Regions from separate parts of the Mus musculus genome. Here region 2 is linked to region 1. Evidence: chromatin contacts called from public promoter capture Hi-C data. All regions are on one chromosome and are shown on one strand. Each heading gives the region's core, a stretch centred on a gene start, on an enhancer-like site or on the middle of the called end of the contact. The rest is flanking DNA. Distances are from core to core; before and after follow the strand shown. Region 1 holds the start of Mterf4 (mitochondrial transcription termination factor 4). Region 2 holds the start of D2hgdh (D-2-hydroxyglutarate dehydrogenase).

Evidence for each region. Capture Hi-C pulls out chosen DNA fragments and counts their contacts.
Region 2: a contact with region 1 is called in a promoter capture Hi-C map of liver. The contact joins the promoter of D2hgdh here to the promoter of Mterf4 in region 1. A contact is called at or near these places in 1 of 115 datasets of contacts at active chromatin or transcription factors (thymic regulatory T cells) and 1 of 9 other capture datasets (liver).

The regions. Positions count from the first base shown.
Region 1 is chr1:93,304,013-93,308,292 of GRCm38.p6, forward strand. Mterf4 (mitochondrial transcription termination factor 4) reads right to left here and starts at 1,867. Exons shown (of 4, transcript NM_178051.4): 1 at 1,813-1,867; 2 at 596-1,094. The coding sequence starts at 1,833. It overlaps Gm28535 (predicted gene 28535), which reads left to right and starts at 1,952. Exons shown (of 3, transcript NR_151531.1): 1 at 1,952-2,095; 2 at 2,531-2,612. It also overlaps the pseudogene Gm7867.
Region 2 is chr1:93,822,644-93,826,923 of GRCm38.p6, forward strand. D2hgdh (D-2-hydroxyglutarate dehydrogenase) reads left to right here and starts at 2,597. Exons shown (of 10, transcript NM_178882.4): 1 at 2,597-2,676; 2 at 3,642-3,997. The coding sequence starts at 3,664.

The DNA.
Region 1 (4,280 bases), core at 617-3,116:
TAATGAAATAAAAGCAGTCAAATGGGTAGAGTTCACTGGAGAGCCCCACCTCCCTTCTCCAGAAGGGTGACAGCTGTTGGAAGGTGGAGGGCACTCTAACAGCCTTCCAGGAACCGGGCACCATCAGCTCTGAAAGCTGTGTGTGGGATGTTTTTGCGGAGGTCACACATTTGCATACACATACATCACTACCATAGAGCAACACTAACCCACCAAAACCAGACTCCATGTCCCCATTGATCTGGAGCTAGAGATCTCAATGAACACACAGGAGGCTCACTTTGGCCTTGGTTCTCTCTTCTTGGGCTCCTCTATCCCACATCCCCCTTACAACGGCATCTGCAGAGAGCCCACTGCACATCTTCTTGAAGACACTGACCTCTCCTCAGCAAACTTTCCTACCTCACTTCCTCTGAGTAAGGTGTGTTTAGCCCACAGCACACATGCATCCCAGGGTATTGATGAATGCAGCCTAGCTCATTTGTAGGTGACAATTCCATGCCTTACTATCAAAAGGCTGGACATCCCTGCTAGGGTAAGCTATTTTCTCCCTAACTGACTCCTCTCCCTCTATAAAGTCTGCTGCATCTTATACCTTCTCCAAGGCCAAGCTTCCGAAGGTAACTGGAACGCCTCTTCATCTGCATGCTAGACAGTTTCAGCAACTGGGGATTTTTCTTCAAGGCATTAAATACAGGCTCTGGGTTCAACCCCAAGAGTAGGAGTTCTGAAACTATACCCAGCAACTGTTGAGGATGGACACTTGGCTGTATACTAAACAAGCTGTGAATGTGGGCTTCAGCAAAACCCATGTCCTGGAGGGAACGGATGACCTTTTCAGGCTCCAAGGACTCAGGATCCACACAAGGCTTCTGTTCCTCATGAAGACACTGAACAAGTCGTGTCCTGTTTTCTGGTTCCTGCATGTACTTTTGGGGTGTAATGCTGGAAAACTCTTGAAAGCTTCCTCTACCGGGCACTGTAGTCAGTTTGCAAGACAAAGAAGGGCTCATCTGTTTCTGTTCTCTGAGATGAGGGGTCTGCCTAACCAAACAGGCCCAGGAGAGGGCCAGTAGACGATGCCACTCAGGAACCTGTAAGGCAGAGCAAAAACAGAATCAGTCCCACCTCAGAATAATGACCACCACAAGATTACTGAGCCAGTAACCTTGAACCTCAGCTTGACCCTTGGCCCACAAAAGCTAACAGTTTTTGTAAACAATCTGTAAAATCTTCTCTGGGTCTAAAAAGTCTCCAAAGAATAAAAGTAGCATGCAAACGACCGCACTTACTGAAGATATTGAAGCATAAGCAATATCTACATACTGAAGATACAGGGCACGAGCAATAGTATTTGGTTGAAAATTCTGAACCTCAGACTAGCCACCAGACAGGTACACTACCTAATTTCATTCCAACAAAGGATAGTTTTGTTTTGTTTTTCAAGGATCCCTTCCATTAAAAGAAGAATATTTGGGGGAAGGAATCTGTCGATTTGTACACAGTAGCCCCAGGTGTTGGGACTAGCACATAACAAATTAAGCACAGAGCATCCGGTGCCCGCCAGAATGGTCTCAAACACCCCGCTCTTGCCGCTGGTGGTGGTCCAGGCCTCCCTAGCCATTAGGCAGCACACAGCCGAAACTCCGGAGAAGCCAGAAGCTATTCTGAGGGCCACACTGTCTGTGCACACGCCACCCGGGAGCGCTACTGCCACAAGGTGCCCAGACCGGAACACCAAGAACCAGCGTCAGCGCCTCCTGAACGTCCCGCCAACAGCCGCTGTGAGCCCGGGACCTAGGGCAACCTCACCTGCCTTCCCAGCGAAGCCATGGAGACCAAGCGAAGAACAACTGTGAGACCGGAAGAGGCGGTCCTTCCTGGCTCACAACGTCCGGCCTCCGATCTGTGTCCGCCGAACTCCCGGGGTGTGGCGTTCTTTCGTTCCGCAGCCAAGCCCTTGATCCCAGATGCTCGTGCCCAGCACCTGCAGCTTGCAGGTGCAGCTCCCTTTAGTTGGGCATACTCGGTTGCATGGTCTCTGCCAGGAACAAGCAACACTACCTGGGTTTTAAAACTGCTCTTCAGAGTACAGGTGAAACCAAACTACCCCGAAGCGCACACCGTCGTTTTCTGTTGTGAAACTACTTTTACTGGGGCCGGGGGAGGAGGGGAGAATATGACAAAAAACAATCACCTGTGTTAAAGATAGTACAAGGCCAAATAAGATAACGCTGTGATTGTGGAATTAGGATCCTGCAGACCAAAACCAAATTATCATGGATTATTCTTAGCCTTTTTGAAATCCATTCATCGTCCACCTGTCTAACTTAACAGCTTTGTGACAATGAATACCTTTAAAATATATTCCTAGACCAACAATGGTTTTCACCAATCCAAAAGCCAATAGCATCACTAAATAATATCTAAAACTGAGTTAAGTGTTTTCCTAGTTTTGCCTTATCCTTCCTATCTGTGGTCCCCACCAATGTGTCTGGTAAATGCCTTGATTTATGGCTTTATTCTCTAGCTAGTAATATCTCACCTAACTTCATCCATGGTGGAGAATCTTTTGGAAAAACCAAATTTGTGTTCCTGGGCTCATCTTTGAGGTAAGTAGGTTTGTTTGTTTGTTTGTTTGTTTGTTTTTTAACTTTATCTGCATTTATTTTATGCTGAATTTATTCACGTGCCATGAGTTTTTGTTTCTTGTTTCTTCTGGGATATCCTTTTCTTCTGTGCAACCTCCTCTTCTGGCTTTAGAATGATCTGTTCCCTCTCAGTGAGGATCATCTCAATGTGGCAGGGGGAGCTCATGTATGGGTTAATCCGGCCATGAGCTCTGTAGGTTCGTCGGCGCATCTTAGGTGCCTTGTTCACCTGGATGTGTTCAATGACAAGAGAATCTAAATCTAAGCCCTTAAGTTCAGCGTTACTCTCTGCATTTTTAAGCATGTGCAGCAAAAATTCAGCACTCTTTTTTGACCACCGACCAGCCGCATTGTTTGGCCTGGGCGCACCTACTGACTCCACCATTATAACACCGGAATGGCACACATTGCTTCTTTAAAGTGATGTCCTTCAGATACTTGGTGGCTTTGCAGATATGCATACCCTTGATGGCCTGGGCAGATTCCCGGGTGTTCTTAAAGTGAACACGAAGGTTTGAACCTCTTGATTTGCATGATTTTGGGGGGTTTTTCTGGGTCAAGAGAGTAGCGAAACATCTTGGCAGATGACCTCTGGCTGCTTACAGGAAGAGAGGAGGTAAGTAGTTTGTGATGGACACTGTAATACAGCAATAAGTTCTCAGGACAGCCCAAACTCTCCCTGAAATGGTTATGTACAGATCTAGACCCAGATAAAAGTATTTGGTAAGTTCTGTTGTTTACAGACTTGTGTTTAGTCAGCAAGATGGCTCAGGAATTCAGACACTGACCACACCAGCTTGGTGACCTGAGTTTGATTCTAGGGACCCATGCAAAAGTGAAGACACAAACCCACTCCACCGAGCTGTCCTTTGAGACAGACAGACAGACAGACAGACAGACACACACACACACACACACACGAAGGTGTCTGCTATTTTTAAAAAACAGAATATGGCCCAAGTAATGAAATTACAGGGAAAATGACAATAGCCCTCCCAGCCCAGAGGTCTGGCTTCACTTATGGATGGAGCACCAGAAGCTTCCAAACCAACCTCTATGCACTGAATTTGCATCTTAGACATGAAGGTGTCTTAGTCAGGGTTTCTATTCCTGCACAAACATCATGACCAAGAGACAAGTTGGGGAGGAAAGGGTTTAGTCAGCTTACACTTCCACATTGCTGTTCATCACCAAAGGAAGTCAGGACTGGAACTCAAGCAGGTCAGGAAGCAGGAGCTGATGCAGAGGCCATGGAGGGATGTCACTTACTGGCTTGCTTCCCCTGGCTTATTCAGCTTGCTTTCTTAGAGAACCAAGGACTACCAGCCCAGGGATGGTATCACCTACAAGGGGCCCTCCCCCATTGATCACTAATTGAGAAAATGCCTTGCAGCTGGATCTCATGGAGGCATTTCCTCAACTGAGGTTCCTTTCTCTGTAATAACTCCAGCCTGTGTCAAGTTGACACACAAAACCAGCTAGTACAGAAGGGGAGGGAAGAAAACAAAGAAGCTGTGTTCTAACAGCTGCCTAGATTCCACCACTTCTAAGCCATACCTATTTCTTGCCGGCCTATTGGCTGCTCCAGAGAAAAAGGATCTGGCTATTGCATCAATAAACACATAACTG
Region 2 (4,280 bases), core at 1,347-3,846, 520 kb after region 1:
TGCCTTCTCACTGTGCCCATGTGACAGTATGTGTGGCGCTGGGTAGAAAGGGAATTCTCTGGTATTTATCTCATTTTGTAGCCTTGACTATCTTGGAATTCTGGCCTGAAATCCCAACACCTGGGAAGTCAGACAGGTTGTTCCCTGAGCTGTAGGTAGCCTAGTCTACATAGCTAGTTGCAAGCCAGGCTGGCCAGTGTAGTGAGATACAGGACTCTGAGCATGCAAGGCAAGTGCTCTACCAACTGAGTTACACCCCAGTCCCCAGGATTTCTTTAAAACTGATCCTGAAGGTCCCAGCCATAAGCCCCTGCTTACCCTTAATTACAGACATGTAGACTCTGCCCCCAGTCAGGTTAGGGGCTAGGGCTTCCACATGCGAATCTGGGCATATCCATTACTGAGGCATCTTGGATATTTACTTGGCCAGTGCTGAGTTAACATGGTCAGCATGAGACCGAGCTTTGCATCCATCATGGGAAACACTTTGTCAGAGGCTGTGGTTTTAGGGGAAGGGTCCAAGATACTGCTGGCTTTGGTGATCGGGTACTGGGTGTTTAAAAGGACCAAATACGTAGGTGTCTTTCCTGAGCCTGTAACTGATTGTCTAAGGGTTACTAATGCTGTGATAAAACACCATGACCTTGGAGACACTCACAGTGCCACATTACTGTTCATCACCAAAGAACGTTAGGACAGAAACTCAAATAGGGCAGGATCCTGGAGGCAGGAGCTGATGCAGAGACCATAGAGAGGTGCTGTTTACTGGCTTGAGTTCATGGCTTGGCTCAGCCTGCTTTCATATAGAATTCAGGACCATTAGCCCAGAGAAGGCCCCACCCACAGTGGGCTGGGCCCTCTCCTATCAATCACTAAGAAAATGCCTTTTTTTTTTTTTAAAGGATTTATTTTATGTATGTGAGTACACCGTTACTGTCTTCAGACACACCAGAAGAGGGCATCAGATCTCATTACAGATGGTTGTGAGTTACTGGGAATTGAACTCAGGACCTCTGGAAGAGCAGTCTTAACCACTGGACCATCTCTCCAGCCCAAAAATGCCATTTTTTATTTTTTAAAGGGAGGGTCGTATTGGAGGTATTTTCTCAACTAAGATTCCTTCCTTTCAGATAACTCTAGCTTGTGTCAAGTTAACAGAACTGTCCAGTACATTGACAGTCTTGATAACTTCTAAATACCCTCAGTGGCCTATGGAGTATGGGCCAACTTGGTAGAAACAGCCCAGTAGAAGCCTCTGGAATGTCCTTTCAACTAGTATGTGTTAACCATGTCCCAATGCCCCTGTCTGATAAACCTGGGAGGGTGAGCAGACCTGAGGGAATTGCTCTTCTGGAGGTACAGCTGTACCTTGATCCCTCCCAGCACACACTGTGTAGCTGTTGATCCCTAAATGCTGCATTCTCTTTTCTTTTTGGTTTATCTGTGTAGTTCTGGCTGTCCTGGAACTTGCTCTGTAGACCAGGCTGGCCTTGAACTCAGAGAGATCTGCCAGCCTCTGCCTCCCAAGTGCTGCGATTAAAGGCATGCACCACCACCACCCAGCATATTCTTATATCCAGTTTGCAAGGACTACCACAGTGCCTTGGCTTTTAGTTGGCACCACTATACCTCTCTGTTCTTGCCTCAGCTTCAGGAGCCTCCTGCTCTTCCCTGGTACAGAGATCTAAAGTAATTATCTTAACATCTTAAAGAAGGTACTTCCAGGCTTGTTCCTCGATGGGAAACGGAAGTGGTTAAGTTGGGAGAAGTGACAGTTTCTGGAGCTGCCCCAGGAAACTGGGAGATGAACCCTGTTTCAGATACCAGGTCTGTCCAGCCAGCAAAATGGAAACTACTGGGGTTATTTATAGCTGAATATAGCTGGGGGATGCTGAAGTAACAGAATAATTGCAAGAAATAGCAATTACCTGTTACCTAGGGCTGGGAGTTGAAGGGAGACAGTATAATTCAGACTCAGCCCAGGAAAACTACTGCTGGGCTGCAGCTCTGTGCCTTGGATTTGCTAAAAGTTACTGCGTACCTGCTTGAGGACTGGGTGGCTGGGCCTGGCCCCAGGAGGTCAGGGATGCTCTGTAGAGCTGGGCTGGCCTTTGTGATCCCTATGGTTAAGCCTCGGGCTTTTGTTGTTTCTTTGAGGGTTGGGCAGAGTCGTGTCTGCTGATGGACCAGTGACTCTAGGTGAGACGGGAAGCCCGGGGAAGAGAGGAAGAGGGCAGAGATTCGTAGGATCGATAGAAGGAGATCGAGGGAGACAGAAATGCCTGGGGAAGAGAGGAGCTTCTAAGGGTGACAGTGGCCCCTGCGGAAAAAGCCACAGTGAACTGAAGATGTGACCGCTTATCTTTTGGGGCTAGTCGGGTGGACCACAATGAGGCCAGTTGGGAAAAGTGCGTGGAGTCGGATTTTGGTCAAAGCAGGATACTCGCCACTTTGGGACCTGGGGGGCACTCAGGTTGGGTCAGCAGGAACATAAACAAGGCCGAAGGTCTGGGAAGGGCGGGGCACACTCAGCAGGGTGGAGTGAGGTAGGAAGGGCGGGCTGACACACATGCGCAGTCTCTCGCTCCACCCCTCTAGTTCAGGCCTACGGTTCTGCAGGGGTGGGAAGCAGGGTGCGGGTGCGGACTCGGTCTTTGCACTCGGACGGAAGCTAGGGTGCGTAGTGGGCTAGCTGTAGTTCCTGGGTGGAGGGTGCTGGTGTCTGAGTCTGTGCAGTCCGGGCTGTGGCCTGTCAAGTGATTGCACAGGTCAGGTGTGAGTTGGGATTGCCGGCAGGGCGAACCTAGTCGCATCGCTTCTCACTTACACCCACGGGCCGTGTGGGCTGGGAGTGCAAATAGTTGGTCCTCCTTGACGTCACAACACATGGCGCATGCGCATGCTCTGCGCATGTCGTGTTGTGTTTTTTCGTCTCAGGTAAGGCGGAAGCAGCAGCCAAATAGAGCGAGCCTTCAGTTGGAAGGCGGCCTCTTCTGGATAGCTACCAGTGTGCGGGCCGGTTTCCTTCCCTTCCCTCTTTTAAGCCATTTTTTGTTGATGTACCCAGGTTTTGTAAAACTGGTGGCAGAGTATTACGTAAAATGTAAAATTCTCCTTTCAATTGTGTTTGGGTGCACAATTCCGGGATACCTTCCTTTTTCTTGCAAAAGTTAAAATACAATGAATGCCCTGGAGAGCCAGCACCGCCCATAGGTATTCACTCAGTGGAGTCTCGGGACTGTAATACTGCAGGGCGAAACATTAAGAACCGAACCCTCCTAAGACTCCAGTCCTCTGCATCCTGCAGCCCCAAGCCGCCCTGTTCTCTAGGCCAGCGAGTCTCAACGTTCCTTGACCACTGGGACCCTCGTGTTTCCGTGAACCCCAACCATAAAACGTTTTCAATGTTACTTCATAACTAATTTTGTTACTGTTATGAAGCACAATGTAAAAAATCTGATGTGCATTATGTCTGATATGTGACTCTCCCAAGGGGTCGCGACCCACAGGTTGAGAACAGCCGCTGTAGGCGGCTTTGTGTAGGTGACTTCAGATGGGGTGCAGAGGTTATTGTGGGGCTTTCTCATTGCTTCATTGCTTACGAATCGCAAATTCAATCTCTCTCCCCCCCCCCCTCCCAGCCCCCTCTCAAGAGCAGGAACAATGGTGCTCCCTCTGGTGTCCAGATGGTCTGCAAGGGTCCTCTGGGCATCTCCAGGATGGAGGAGGACCTACACCCAGAGAGCTTGTGTGGGGTTGAAGCGGCTGGGTTGCCCTCGGGGTGTGTACAGCCCCTTGGCTCACAGAGCATACTCCGTGGTAGCTGGCGGCCCAGAGGTGACGCTGACCCCTGAGCGATATCCGGTGCAACGGCTGCCGTTTTCTACTGTGTCCGAGGAGGACCTGGCTGCATTTGAATGCATCATACCTGGCAGAGTTATCACAGATCCAGAGCAACTGCAGACATGCAACGTTGACTGGCTGAAGACCGTCCGGGGTGAGCCAGGACGTGGGCGAGGGGAACAGATTCCTCGTCCGCTTGCCTCATATCCCTTTGATGACACCACCAAGGTCTTCTGAGAATAAAATCGGCAGATTAAAAGGTGTAGCACTTGGCTAAAGTGAGCACTTGTGGACACGGCTGCCTGCATCTGCTCAGCTTCTTCTTAGCTGGCTCTCACCAAGGGCATCTCTCCCAGTTCTAGAAGCCTAGAGAGTTCGGAAGCAGGTGTGTTCTCTGCAGGCTCTAGGAGAGGGTCCTTCTTGCCACTGTGAACTTC